Linked DNA regions of Sus scrofa: region 1 is linked to region 2. The links are chromatin contacts, called in public Hi-C maps. All regions are on one chromosome and are shown on one strand. Each heading gives the region's core, a stretch centred on a gene start, on an enhancer-like site or on the middle of the called end of the contact. The rest is flanking DNA. Distances are from core to core; before and after follow the strand shown.

Region 1 (7,226 bases), core at 710-3,209, 410 kb after region 2:
AAGACATTTAGATGACACTGAATTTTTCCAATTAAAAAATTTGAGTGTAATGCTGATTTGTCAAAAGATTCAGTTAAATGGTGTTATTCTATAAATTCACATTTACATGTCTACACTTGGGCCTCCTGAACTTGGCTACACCTTCCTCTAAATATCTGTCTTGTTTGTAACTCTTATTTAGTTGTAGTTTATATTTTATGTGTGATTACTTAAGGTGAGAATAGTGAACTCTGCTTTTTCTTGCTCGGATACCAGTATCTTTAGTTCTTGATATAGTACCTGAGATTCAGGAAATATTTGTTTAATTAAAGTACAGCAGAAATTGGCACAACACTGTAAGTCAACTATAATTGAAAAAATTAGTGAAATGAGTAAAAAAGTAAATTTCATACTTGTATCTTCTCATTCCTATCTATGATTAGTATTTATATTAGTTGAGCTTGTTGTGCTTTGGATGAGATTTTATGATCCCTTCCAGGAACCTGATTTTATATTTTAATGTTTCTGGGTTGAGAAGTTCTTTCTTTTACCAAGCTGAAGTTCCTATTGCTGAAATAAAAACTCACCTAAAAACAATCGCTTTCAGTAGCCGGAAAGAACATCTGGCAACTGTCCTTGATACAGTATTTATTTCCTTATCAGTGGAGTATATTTTCTAACATCTTCTCACTGTCTTACTTTTTTTTTAAATGTTGATTTTAGTCCACCTTTCAGCTCAGTGAATCTTTAAGTGATTTGGGATATTGGCAGTTATTTCTTTATGTATTTCTTTGCTTATTTACTTTGAAGGACTTGAATTGGCATTAAGAATATCAAGATAGTTCTAAATATTGTGGCTTCTCTGCCAGTCTTACCTTGAAGGGATTATATACTAGTAAGTGATAGCCAGCATCTTCTGAAGGCTCCCTTTTTTCCATGGGCCCACTCAAAAAATAGGTCCACTCCTAATTAAAATGTTTTCAGTTTCTCACATTGTCCTGATACTTTCTTAGCAGGAATGGGAAGGGGGGGGGGGTTCATAAGGAGATTGGAAGTTTCCTCTTCCACAAACACAAAAAATCAGCAATCTTTATTTCCTTTGACAGCTGGTGGCATCTTTCTGAAAAGCTTTCAAATCGTAGATCATTTCTTCATAATGAAACCTGTGTGGCTCAAATACAGTGGGTTGAAATTCTTATCTTATGCTGCGGTAAAATGCTCTAATTTAGATTCACAAAAGGATTCTGTACCCTTTACTTAGGAGAGCTGTGCAATTTGCCCATAAATAGACTATTCAGCACCATTAGTGCATACCGTAAGTGTGCGGCAACATCACAACCTTTTCAACCTCAAATGTGTTTTTTCCCTTTGAAGAATGACAAATGACAAAGGGGTGAGGGGGCCCCCCAAGCAACATTGTTGCCTTTAAGGATGAACTTGGGAACTTTAGCTTGATCCTCTCACAGAAAAAAAAAAAAAAATCAGTTTCAATCCTTTCTTACCTGAGGGAAGGCAGTTTTTTTTGTTTGTTTTTGTTTTTTGGTTTTTTTCCCCCTCTCTGTAGAACTCATCCCATGGCCATGAGAGTGACCCCTGACTTCTGAGCTTCAGAGACAAATCATCGCACAATGGAAAATTTTTCTGAGGGCATTTATTAAGCACCTACTATGTCTTAGATCCTCTGTCAGTCACTGAGGGTAGAGATGACTATAGAATATTAATACAACCCATAGCTTCTAATCTTGGTACTAAATAGCATGACTCCTAGCTTGATCAGATAGATTTGGTTGGAGAGGGAAGGGGGAATGTGGTGAAAGGAAGAGAATGAAGTAGGTTGTTCTGCTTTGTTTTGTTTTGTTTTAAAGAGCGAGAAGGAAGAGTGAAAAATTTATTGGCAATGGTTCTTTTTCTTGGCAGGGGTGATGAGTAACCCTAGCTTTCATTCCAGTGCTACTCCCGAGCATTCCTGCACTCACAGTGACCTCCAGTTATTGTCCCAGAAATTTAAGTGTCTTAGGTAGACCCTTTCTAAATCTGCTCACCTTCCACTTCCTTCCTTCATTCAGACTTTTCTCAAACTTGTGAGATATCTTTTTGCTTCCATTTTAGGTACACCTGAGAGCCTGGCAGAAAAAGAACGGCAGCTCTCTACCATGATTACCCAGCTGATCAGTTTACGGGAGCAGCTCCTGGCAGCGCATGATGAACAGAAAAAACTGGCAGCCTCACAAATTGAGAAACAACGGCAGCAAATGGACCTTGCTCGCCAACAGCAAGAACAGGTGAGCCCTGCAAAAGGAGCTGACGAACTGCACTGGAGATGTGGAATGTGCCAAGCTCAGGGCGTAATCACATTGATTGGTTTATTTGTCATGAGGCTTCTTAGAAAAAGAAAAAAGAAAGAAAGGAAGAATGGGAGGAAGGAAGGAAGGAAGGAAAGAAGGAAGGAAGGAAGGAAGGAAGGAAGGAAGGAAGGAAGGAAGGAAGGAAGAAGCCCTCAGGAAATCCAGTCTGAGAATACTAAGGGGATGAGTGGAGGACAAAGAAAGGCATCATAGCAATTGGGAATGACTGAAATGATAACATGGTTCCAGAACAGTGGGATTTGATTAATTACTCAGGGGTACTTATTCATGCAGCCATCACATATAATCCCCCTGTAGCTTAACCATGAGTAAATTGCATCTCTCTGGGCCTTACTCTTATCATCCAGAGAAAGAAGATCCTAGTCTAGGAAAACTTTTGAGTTTTTCAGCTCACTGGTCCAAGCTAGGGTGACCATATGTCTCAGTTTTTCCGGAATAACTCTGGTGAATGTTTTCCAGGGCAATTATGAATACTCCCCTCTTCTACTTGCAAAGGTTGTTTTGGTTTGGACGATAAATAGTATGGTCACTTTATTTACAGCATAGGTAAATCATTGAAAACAAATTAACACATAGCTCCTGGAAGAATTTGACTTTCTTAATTTAGAAGTGAGAAAGAAGAAAAAAATAGCAAAGTTTAAGTATATATCTTTTAATAAATAAATCACTTTCCCAAATGTTTTTCCTGTCTTGTAGGAGTACACTAATCTAACAACAATGAGTAGTCCTTGATGCTTTAGATCAGACAGACCCAAATTAATGTGTAGTTTTTAGGAATCTGACATTATTACTGGAATTATCTTTTCAGTTAAATGTATTTTATAGGGGTATATAGAGCAATATATGCTCTGTTGATTTTAATGAGTTGTGACGTCTGGTATTTTATATGCTTGAATATTTGCCCACATGTAGGAATATGGACTCAGCCCCTAATGGAAAATAACATAAAGGAACACTGTAAAAAATCAGAAGTTAGAATGTCATTTAGCCATCCAGAGATGACACAGTAATTAACTATTGACACTTGTGAATAAGCTAGCACAAATTAATCTTGACACATTTGCAGACGAGTGATATCTTACAGTGAACACTTTGTAATTATATTTCAAAATGAAAATTAAATGACACTTAAAACTAGGTTGTCATGCTCAATGAAGCGAGCATGTAGCTCAACCGATTGGCAAATAAAATTCAGAATTTGAGCCACATGGTGCTTATGTACCATACTTCACTGTGTCAAACCCATACGTCTAGAGTGGATGATAGTAATTGCACTGTGGTGTTTTGGATGCATTTCTATGCAGCACTTTATCATTTAGGAGGGACCATCAATATTAGATGCCTAGTGGTGTTTCACTGGATTGCTAAGAGGAAATAAATATTCAGAGATTCATCCTATATACCTAGAGTTGCAGAGTGAGTTGTCCATTTCTGATTTGAATGGTGACAAGCAGAGTGGGCCTTTCTAACCTGATTAAATACTGTTTCCATTTTGCTTCTAAAGCTTTAGGGAGGAGTGGTCCCATTTCTCAAACTGTAGCCTATGTTAGAGGCAGCTTTATCATAACTTCCAGTATGAACCAGTCATCACCAGAAACCATAAAGCAGCATTTGGGGGAAGACTGCTATTTTGTCATCTTCTGCTGAAAGAAATGTGATTTGGATGTTTCCCTCTACTCTAGGCTAAAATATCAGTGGACTCAGGAAATACAGAGCTGATTCACACTCATTTCCACTTCCAGCATTACCCTTTCTAGAATAGAGACTTTTGGAAATAGAAGAAATAAGAAGTAAACAATACAACTCTTGCCTATAGGGCACCATTAAACCAAGTCCCTCTAAGTGCTCTCTGGCCACTCTTTCCTCTGGCTTCCTAAGTTGGCACTGTGTTGTCACTAAGGGGCATGCCCCTGGGCTTCAGGCTCCAGCAGCTCAGCTTTTGAGGTAATAAGTAGCCTGACACCTAACTCCTGTTTTATGGTAAACACCATTATCCTAAAGAAGTTGCTTGCTCTCCAGAGGGACAGATTCAGTATTCAGTAGGGCTTGCATTAAGTAGTTAACATTTCTTTTTATAGACCAGATGACGTGTTAAGACGTTGAATTTGATTGTTGGTAAAGCAAGGGAATACAGAACTTGTATGTGGGTCATGTGCTGTAAAACTAACACATCACCCTCAAAGAGATAACTGAATAAATATTAAATTTTGCTTGTTTTTAAAACTGCTTTGTACATTATACAGTACATCAACAAAAAAAAAGTTTCAGTTTTTTACTTTTGCAGTGTTTTTTGAAAGCTCCCTTGATAATATTTAAGGGTTATCAGTTTTTGAAAATCTTTACATCAGAAAAGTTTTCGCCAAAGTAGACCATATTATAAGTAACAGAAAGTTCTTTCCTATCTTTGCTTACAGACTTTACTTTCTAAACCCAAATTAAGCTCCTTAGAAAAATGTAGCCAGAGTTTTCCTGTTTTTATTCTCTCAGGATCAGATTTTGAAATCCCCATTCTTTCCAAATGACCAGCACAGATACAGATGAACTGCCCACAGATATAAGGGAGTAGTTTTCATATACAGGTAAAGATTTAGGGATAAGCAGAGAAATGGTACCTGTTGAAATATTTCCTTTTCTCCAACTTTTTGCTTCTGCCTCTCTTACTTTATAGGAACTCTTTCACAGAGATGTGCAGTAATGTATGCTTGTAACACCAGGAGAGATACCTAAGATAATGGCAAAGGTGCAAGCATTTCATTTTAATTTAATGAAACTTTATTTCTGATAGATTGCAAGACAACAGCAGCAACTTCTGCAACAGCAGCACAAAATTAATCTCCTGCAGCAACAGATCCAGGTCAGTGTATTTTATTACTCTCGTCTGATTATACTTGGATACTTTCCTCCTTGAAAATGGAATTTAAAATACTGCAAATGCACCCTTCTCTTATAAACATCACCAATAGGGCTGTGATTCAAGGATGTTGTATACAATTGTATAAGTGGATGTAGGAAATATCGACTGGTGGTGGTCTAAGCATTCTTTTCTGATGTGATGGTGTAAGCAGAATAAATCTTTTTTTTTCTTTCTCCCATTTGTCTAACACAACCTGGTGGAAACCTAATGATTTCCAAGATAGCATCCACATGCTAGTTGTATTTACCATCTAATGCTATCATGGGTAGAAGCGTATTTGCTTGTTAGGACTATCTGATTGGGCCAATGATGAGAAGGATCTTATGACCTAGGAAAAGGTTGGTAAAAAATAATAAATTTGTCCTTTAACAGATATTAGCTTCATTTCTGCTGGGTGCTGAGGGGAATATAAAGTTTAGTAAATAATTGTCTGTCTTCCAGAAGCATATAGTCTAGGGAGTTCCCATCGTGGCACAGCAGAAATGAATCCGACGAGGAACCATGAGGTTGTAGGTTCGATCCCTGGCCTCACTCAATGGGTTGGGGATCTGGTGTTGCTGTGGCTGTGGCTGGCAGCAATAGCTCCAATTGGAGCTGGGAACCTTCATATGCCGCAGGTGTGGCCCTAAAAAGACAAAAGACCAAAAAAAGCAGCAGCGCATAGTCTAGAAAGAGAAGAAAAATTTGTTCTTGAATAATTATAACACAATTTGGAAACTCCTTTTTCTTTTCCATTTGTGTGTGTGTGTGTGTATGGAGAGTAACACAATATATAGATCATAATTACAGTGGTGTGAGAAAGAATCCTGATTTCTGTCATCCCTTTAGAAATTTGGTGGTTAATTAGATTAATAGCTATTTGAGTTAGGTAAGGGACATGGTCTCCATTTTTAAATAGGAACATAAATGTGTGACCTCTAGAAAGCCTTAGAATAAGGAACTGGTTGTCTGGTAATTAATCCTCAGAGATACTGATCCCAGAGTTATATGTATCCATCACAGGCTCTGGGTTTCTTTTGGTTGCTGTGAATATTTTCTAATGATTGGAATCTATTATTTAGCCTAGTTAGGGAAGTATATTCTAAAGTCTTTTAGTCCTTTCCTGGAGATTAGTATTTCACTTTCCTGTATTTAAAAAGAAATCCTTTGCATAAAGTCACAGCTTACTTCACCTCGCTGATGAAAGCCAGTGATTTTAACTTAAGATCTTTACTTCATTTTGTAATCACACTTAGTGTTCCAGGTAGTATTTACTGCATTTAAAATATTGATTTGGTGTCTGAAGAAGTGCTTGTATCTAATTTGGCATTTTGTCCAGCTGTCTTTACTAGGCGGTTTTAACCAGTGTTTGTTGTTATTGTTTTAATTAGTTTTGATTCTATATTCCATAGTCAAGTCTATATGTTTCAAAATAAAGAATCCAAACATATAGGAGATGGTATGTCTCTGGCATTTTTGACAGTCAGCTTTTACAATTAAATCTTGGAATAATTTCTCATCCTGATATCTCTCTTCTGACTCATGCTGAGATCTTTAATTAAATAACTATCCAGGTGTTCCCTTGTTCTGCCCTTATTAGAGTTTTCAGTGGGTCTCCTACTGCTAAGGTCAAGATTTTTAGCCTGTGGCTTCCTACATTTTTCTCCAGATTCCTCTCTAAGAACTCAGTAGGTGTTAAATAACCTGATCATTTAATTCTTTCTGTTTCTACTATTTGTAAAGCAGGAATGGAAGAAGTTCCCTGAGATGTTCCCATATCAGTTACTTATTATTAATGTTTTTACCACCCCTTTATTCCTTCTTTATTTATTTTGAATATATTTCACTTTGTCCAAAGTTGTTTGTATTAACTGGCTGTTTTAGTTGGTATTTGCTTATGGTACTGAGGAGCAGATGAATAGCAACAAAATCAGTTCAAAGCATTTTATTTGATTACATACAATTTTATAGTTGTAACTTTTTTTTGG
Region 2 (7,693 bases), core at 401-2,900:
CTTCACAGGGGAGGATGGACTCGGAGTGGCCTTGAAGATGTCCCCAAGGCTTGGAGGCAGTATCCAGGCATAGCAAAGAACAACCACAAGTTAATTCAGAATTTAGCTAGAGTATGCTGAAGCCTGGCATCCTTATAATGCAAGGCATGAATACAGAATAAGGACAGTATACAAAAAAGGTTGCAATAGAGTGGGAAAGTTGAAAATCGCTGGTATAATTATCAATCATTATTTTTTTAAACCGAATCCATTGTTATACAATAAGAAGGACTGATTTCCCGAGAAATGGGCGACTGTAGAGCTAAGTGCCCAACCCTCAAGGCAGGCAGCTAGTTTGCTTGAACACATCCCTCAGGCGGTTCTCTTCCCGGAAGCTCGCTACTAGAGACCTCGGGTCTAGTTGCGTCCCTGAGTCCCTTTGTCTTCGGTCCCAAAAGTGGAGAGCAAGCAGAAGAAGAGCCCCAGGGAGTACAGAGTCCGAACTAAGCCGAGGTCGTTGCAAAAGGGAGCTTGGTCCTCGGTCGGGACCGGAGAGGCTGCTATGGCTCTTTGAAGCTGCCTCCACTCCTGGCTACTGCCCTGGGAGTTATTGCTTCAAGTTTAAGGCCGAAGCGCCTGCCTTGGAGCTGCAGACTTTGTCCTGGAGCTTTGCACTTTGCTTGGAGAATGCTCCTGTGCTCGATTTCCCGGCTATTGGTTTCACCTAACTTGCAGTTTTAGCCCTTACTCTTCTCAGCCTAAAGGGCAGGCCATGCCCTGCTCAGACCGTCCGCTCACGGGGTGCCCTCCCTTTGCTTTCCTTTGAAGTGGTCCCTTTCCTTTCTTTTAAAGCAGTTGCCACCGCTGCGGGGCCGGTGTCAGCCGAGTGGGTCTCCAGAAACCTGGAGCTGGGCGCAGTCTTCCACTCGACCTCAAGGTGGCGACTTAGGCACGTAAACAAAGCTCGGCCAAGCCGGACAGTTGGCACCCTCCCGGTTCATCCACGTATCATCCTAGTTTTCCCGCTGCTCTCAAGCGGGCTGAATTGACTGTTAAAGAGACTTGAGTTTAGATGAGTTCGGCCAGAATAGCCGAATGTGTATGTGTCTATGTGTTTGTGTGAGCGACCAAACGCGCGGAGGCGGCGGGAGGTGGTGATAGGGTGGAAACACTCAGCGGAACCCGTTTAGGACGCCACGATTCTCCCTTGCATCACCTGAACCCTCAGGCCAGGCAACTCAGCGGGCTGGGTCTTCCCGACCGCCCTGCAGTCCGACATGCCGCGACCAGTGTGCAACCGGCAGAGGGACGGAGGGTCTGGTGGCTGCCGCCAGCGGTAAAAGATTTGCTAATCTCGTTTCAGTGACACCCACAATTTATGAGTGGAGAGACCTGGAAAATAAAGCCCTATGTCGTGCCGTATCCTTCTCCGGGGTGCATGCCAGCTGATCTGAGGGGGAAGAGTCTCTGCGGGTGGGGAAGAGAGACACACAGACAGCAAAAGAATAAACGTGCGATAGCCACATTCTCTTACCTCCAGGACGAAAGGACACGGTTCCTAGAACTGAGATTTCCATAGTCAGTGTGCATCCCAGCTGTTTCTCCCGTAGGCTCTTTCCTGCCTAACACAGCCTTCTGACTAACTTGGACAAGGCTTGAGTTGCCCCCCTCCTTTTTTCCTCCCTTTTTTCTTTCCAGACATTCCCTAAACTCAACCCAGGGCAAATCCAGAAGTCGGTATAGTACAGAGCTTCCATTCAATCATGGGGAAAAAAAAATCCCGTTTACAGTTTCTCTCAGGCAGATGGAAGAAGTAGATGGTACGGGACTTGGAGGGGTGCATGGGGATGGCATGGGGTGTTGGTGACAGGGAAGCGCGATTTCTCTTAGGTCCCGGTGTTGCAGGTAAGGTTCTCAGATTCCAGCTGCCCTTAAGTCGAGCTTCAGTGGTGGGTGAAAGTAGAGGGCGATCCTCCTCTGATTAGAGAAGACTGGAGGAGGGTGGAGTGGTGGAGAAACTGACCCTGGACAGGCTCCACGGACACATTGTCTTCGTTCGTGTTTGTGCCCGCTCTATGCTGCTGCCTTTGGGAGCCTTTTCAGCAGGATAGTACACCCGAGGCTTCTCCCCTGTGTCCCCCCTTCTAAAATATGTTTAGAGATAAGTGAATATCCGTCTAAAATAAGTTAAAAGTCTTTCTCTGACTTTCCATTTGAGATGTCAAAAGGATTAAATAAATGAAACTTTATTTGACCGGGGAGTTTACCTAGAGACTTAACGACATCTCGGGTCTTTGGCCTTATTCTAATTCCACGGTGGTAATTACCCTTCGTTTCTTTAAGTGCAATAGATTTATTGCCTTAGAGACTATGCACAGTTTGATTGAATTATTCATTTTTTTTCTTTGGTGTAGACTGCATCTGGGGACTCTGATGTGACGTGTAGATTTTTTTTTTTCAGGAACAAAGGGAATGTGGAAATGAAAGAGAGAGGGAGAGAGAGGCTGGCAGATGTAATGAGACGCGGTGAAGGTGTACGCAGACTGGCACTCCCACTCCTCCCTTCTGCTCTCACTGCAGCCCTGGGTAACTCGCAGGCTAACACAAACAGCTTTTCTCCCGCAGCCTGCCCTCTGTCACTGTAAGTACATCAGCCTTCTCTTATCAGCATGCAGATTCCAGCCACGCACTCCCCTAGATTCGGCTTTGCACCTTAGACAGCAGAAGAACATTTAAAAATTAACTTTCCTAAGCCAGGAAAGACATGTCTGTAAAACTTATTTTTGATTTATCTTTATTTTTCTTTGAAAAAAGTTCATGCATTTTTACCACTTTTCCCTACCTCCTTTGTGGCGGTGCTGCTGCTTGCTACAGTCGCTACCGCTGTGGTCTTCCCAACAGGATGGTGCGCAGATTCAAATGAAATTTAATGTTATCCTCTATCCATTTAAAGTCGAGGGACAATGCCTGATCCTTTTGCAAAATGACATCTTAAAGAATGCAGGGCATTATTCAGTTTGTTTTTTGCTTTTGTTGTTGAAACATGAGTTCCGACCTCTTTGAGACAGAGTCCCAAGGGCACTGTTATTTGGGAGTTCGGGTTATTTGGCTACATCAAACTTAAATTTAGTGCGCTGGGCTACTGGAGTGTTGGTATGTTTGTTATCCCTGTTTAAGGAAATCAATTGCTAAAAGTTTTCTCCGGGCTGTAATTAAAGTTTTCAACTTCTTCCTCTTGGCTTTTTATACTCTTTTACTTATTCTTCGTTTCAGTAAAAGTTCTCATTCCCCGTGTTTTGGAAGTAAAGACATTAATATTTGCCCTATTTATACAATACCTATAAAGCCCTTCCTGAAGGAAGTTAGCGACCTTAAGATGAAGTCATGTAGTTCTGAATTGTCCTGACGGCTGGTCTAAGAAGACTTTCAAGGCGAGAATACAAGGTTTTAACCGTCGTTATGATTTTTGCGTAGGTGTTTTAAATATTAACTTCTCGAGCAGGATTCATTGCGTTGCCCTTCCCAAGTTCAGGGGGACCTCTCTCCAGGAACTGAGCGCGCCTTTCCTTTGCCGGTTCGCGCCTCTTCTCTGGAGGTGCGAGGCCAAACTTAGCAAAGCCGAGTTGCCTTTGCCGGTTGTCGTGCGCAGGGACACCCGGACAGCACCGAGGCAGCGGCAGCTGTGAGCAGGTAAGTCAGTTCTCACTCGCTCGCCCCTCCTTCCCTCCCTGGTTCCCCTTGCTCTGCACCCGGCGTTCTTGTGCCGCGCCGGGCTCCAACCCCCTGGGAAAGTGAACCCTAGTGCGCCCGGGATCTGGCAACGGTCCTGGGTGTCCTCCGGTCATTTCGGGAGTTCCTGGAACCCGCAGGCCATTGCAGACCAGGTGGAGAGTCCCGCACCTCAACTCGCTGCAGCGCTCTTTGCTTGCCCCTTGCACTGTGCTGTTGCGCTGGAAGATTGAAAGGAAACCCTAGGGCTCACCCCCGCCCCCAAGAGCCACGTGTCAACCCTTCCACAGCCTGAAGTGCAGCTCCAAGACCCCAAACTTTAGTTTCTTTCCTTTAGGGATTAATGTTGTGACTGGCTTGGGGTTCCTTCTTATCACTTTACTTTGGTATCAGTTTATTAGATAAAATCTAAAGAGGATTTCTGCCGCTCGTTTTCCGAAGGTCCACCGCGGCCCAGTAGCAGGGCCTTGGACACCGGAGATTTTGGTTGTCACCTTTTTTTTTTTTTTTTTGGCCTTCGCCGGTGGCCTGCAGCTGGCCCGCAGGGTCAGTCTTACTCCGAGATTTCCGAGTGCTGGGTGATTTAAAGAGACCGATGCGCTGGTACTTGCAAAGCCAAACTTGTCGCAGCAACTTTGAGGAACGCCAAGTCCTACCCTAGCGTTTCCGTCATGGATGTTTCACTCCCTTGATGGCTCTACCCTGAGGATTCAGGCTTTGGGACTTAATCACTCCCTCTTCTCTCCACCATAACTCTGCAGTCATTTAGGATAGGTCATTTAATTTTGACCTTTTTAGGCTTTGGAGGGATTTTTTGACTCCTTTGGTTGAGTTTCAGGACAGACAGCCAGAGGATCTGGAAGGGTAATGCTAGACCAGGTCACACTCATTCACAAGAACAAAATAAAACAAAAACAAAGTAAAAACCTAGAAGAGATCTGAGCCCTGTTTAGGAGAGCAACAACTGTCTGGGTTTGTCCCTTGGGCCTCTGAGGTCAAGCGGGCACTCCGGGGAGTTCTGGGAGCTAGGGTTGAAGGAGCTTGCATGAAAGGTGCCAAGCATTCTTTTCACCTGCTTTTAGGCTCTGGCATCTCGAGGCAGATTTTCCAAGTCCTGAAAATGTCTATGGACAGGGACCCAAGATTTCTGGTTGAGGACTTGCTATCCTCTCGGTCAATAGTCATCAAGTTACTTTAGCTTGCAGTCTCAAGCTTCCAGTCCTCAAGCATCATCTTTCCTCCTGGGGTAGAAGCACAGGCTTTTCCTCCTGACCCTCTTATCTGAGGTGCTCATCCCCATCACTATTCCTGTCTTTTTCCTTCTCTTGTCCGGAGTTCATATGAAACCAAACATGGAGTATATTTAAGAAGCCAATATATAACTAACAGACATCTTAGCTTCTTCCATCTTCTGTGCTTGCTTACTCTATTTCTTCATAGTTAATGGAACAAAGATGAGGCCTTCTCCCCTGCATCTTTTATCACTTAGTCTGTGAGAGGTCTTCCTCAAACTGGCAACTTTAGATTGCGTTTATTTTTCTGATTGTTCTAGCCATAATTCCTGATCTCTCTCTCCTGGTCCATATCTTTTTTCACAAATTCCTTGTTTATGAAATGCCTCAAAGCGGCTCTCATATCAGTTTCTATACAGGAAGACCTTACCTCCATAGATCTCTGCAGGTTTATGTTGGTCGTGTCAAAACCTCTCTCCTAGCTCTTAATCTTGATGTAATGTGGATTCTCCACTGACCCCAGTTTCTCAAATCTATTTCTTTGGGCCTGTTATAAGGCAGACAAACCTCTCCTCATGCGCACAGGCTCCTAATTAGTTCTGTGTCTGCTGCTATCAAAGCTGGTGTTTCTCATCCATCTCTTTTACTCTGCATCTCTACTACTTGACATAACCATTATTCTCTCCCACCCTATCTCTCAGTTTTTTTGCACTGAGATAATATTCCAGGTTCTCCATTCCTTTAAGCCATTCTATACCCTTCCAATTTGTTATCTACCCTATACATGCATCAAAGAAAATCTTTAATTTGCGGGGTTTTTTTTGGGGGGGAGATTTTTAATACATAATTTTCTACATCCTACTTACACATTTTTGTAAAATGCTGTCCTGGTTAACTGAAACTCTTTTCATCTTCTACAACTTCCCAGCCATCCATCTTGAAACTGTTTCTCCAAGTCATTTCCTCTACGAAGTTGAGGTAATACACATATCACCCACCCAATTCCTCGTAACACAAATTTATCCATATAATAAATGTGGAACTAATTGTTGTAAAAGTATAATCATTTTTTCTTCAGTAGTTTGTTCATATCTTGTTACTCATAATAATTTTTAACCCATCCACTCCATAATCCACATGGCCTCCAGAACATTGACATCTACATATGTTGAGAATCTCCTATGCCAATTGCTTTTCTTTTTTTTTTCTTTCAATTGCTCCTCTTCCATTTTAAAAATAAGTTCCTCTTTTATTTACTGAGATCCTATTAACTTGTGTGTTTTCATTATCTCTGCTTGCTGCATCTCTTTCTTAAACTCTTTTGATCACTTCTCTCTTTGAGTTTTCTTTATCCTTCTTATTATTCATCTTAATAGTCACTCTTTTCCCCTTCTTCTTGGTCTGCTTCAGCCCCTGTCCTTCCCCTTCTCTGAATCTGCCATGACTCACTTCTGTGGTCCAGCTCTTCTTAACATTTAGTACCTCTTAACATTCTGGTACTTCGTAACATTTGGCCCATTCATCTCTGTCCTGTAACTTTTTCAAAGCACAAACAACCATCCCTACATTTTCCTTTCCCACTTACAAAAGGAGGAAACTCTTTTTCTTCAGTTTGCGCCTTTCTTTCCCCTTGTTGTCTACCTTTTCCCCACTTCAGTTTGCCTTCATCTAGACTCCTCCTTCTAGCAGCCTCAACCTTAATAGCTCTTCTTGGGTCCTTTACTCCTCAGGCTATTTCTCCCCACCTAATACTTGTCGCCCCAACTCTCTCTCCTCTTTGTCACCTTCCAGTTCTCTCCTACTAGTCGTTTCAGTTCTCTCTTCCCAGTCGCTTTCTCGAGTTCCAACCACTGCTCTCGCCCGCTTCTGCCCTCTCTCTACAGCTCTCTCTCCTTTGCCTCCCGCTCTCCCCTCCTTCTTCTTCCCCCGGCCCTCCCCCCTCCCTCTCAGCTTCCCTGCCTGGCTTGCTGCCTCCCTCGCCTCTTGTCTCATCTTGCCTGTGTTGTCTGGGAGGGGAGCCCTGCCTCCTCTCCCTCGCTCAGATCAATGCCCTGGCCACTCACTTTCTGATGTTGCACGACGGGAAATGCTTTGAATACTTACGACATGGCCGCTCACACTGATTGCCAAGATTGACAGCACTAACCATCGCCTTCACTTGTTTCAAGGGGGAAGCCCCTAGTCACCCCGCTCTGCGCGCACCTCCCGGCGTCCCGGCAGCAAACTTCTGCGGGTCAACGTTCCCCCCGCCCGGGGCGGGACACCCCCGCAGACTTGAGTTAACGGGCTGCGCCGGCCGCGGAGCTGGGGGGCTCTGCTCCCTTGCTCCACGGGCTGGGCTAATTGACCTAGCAACGACTCCCCTTGCTTAAAATTTTTTTTTATTTGTATCTTTCCCTTTTTCTTTAATGCCATTTACTCCCGCGGCGCAGCGCATAAGGAACACTCCCGTGCGGTACCGTCCTGGAGCCCGCCCAGGTAACCGGGACGGAGCGAGCGATCTAGAGAGCAAGGGAGACAGAGAGAGAGCGCGCGGCCCATTTGTGAGCTACCTGTTGGGGGGCAGGGGCAGGAATCCCGGGCCCGACCGCCGGCCCCCAGCGCCTTCCGCTACTGCCCTTCCGGGCAGCTTCAGGGTTAGTTTCCCTGAGCTGGGACCGATGGTTTGGGGTAGGACAAGAACTGAGCGCGTGGAGCCCTGCGAGGGCGCGAGTTGCCGGGAGCCGCGGCTCCCCAACCCGGGCGGGTTTCCG

The links. A called contact is a pair of places that touch in the nucleus more often than the background predicts.
Region 1: a Hi-C map of skeletal muscle shows a contact between it and region 2, with 4 times the contacts expected there. The contact joins the enhancer-like site here to the promoter of SOX6 in region 2. A contact is called at or near these places in 4 of 47 Hi-C or Micro-C datasets (embryonic fibroblasts, liver and skeletal muscle) and 1 of 2 datasets of contacts at active chromatin or transcription factors (skeletal muscle).

What each region holds. Positions count from the first base shown.
Region 1 is chr2:42,859,667-42,866,892 of Sscrofa11.1, forward strand. SOX6 (transcription factor SOX-6) reads left to right here. Exons shown (of 18, transcript XM_021085342.1): 7 at 2,089-2,261; 8 at 5,131-5,199. Among named protein-coding and RNA genes, the nearest start is that of SOX6, 420 kb to the left of the region's middle. Within about 2 kb of position 1,960, at least 2 of the 83 cell types and tissues checked have an H3K27ac peak or open chromatin away from gene starts, as enhancers often do. A contact at or near this core is called in skeletal muscle, where this site is marked.
Region 2 is chr2:42,445,741-42,453,433 of Sscrofa11.1, forward strand. SOX6 (transcription factor SOX-6) reads left to right here and starts at 1,651. Exons shown (of 18, transcript XM_021085342.1): 1 at 1,651-1,799; 2 at 2,441-2,620.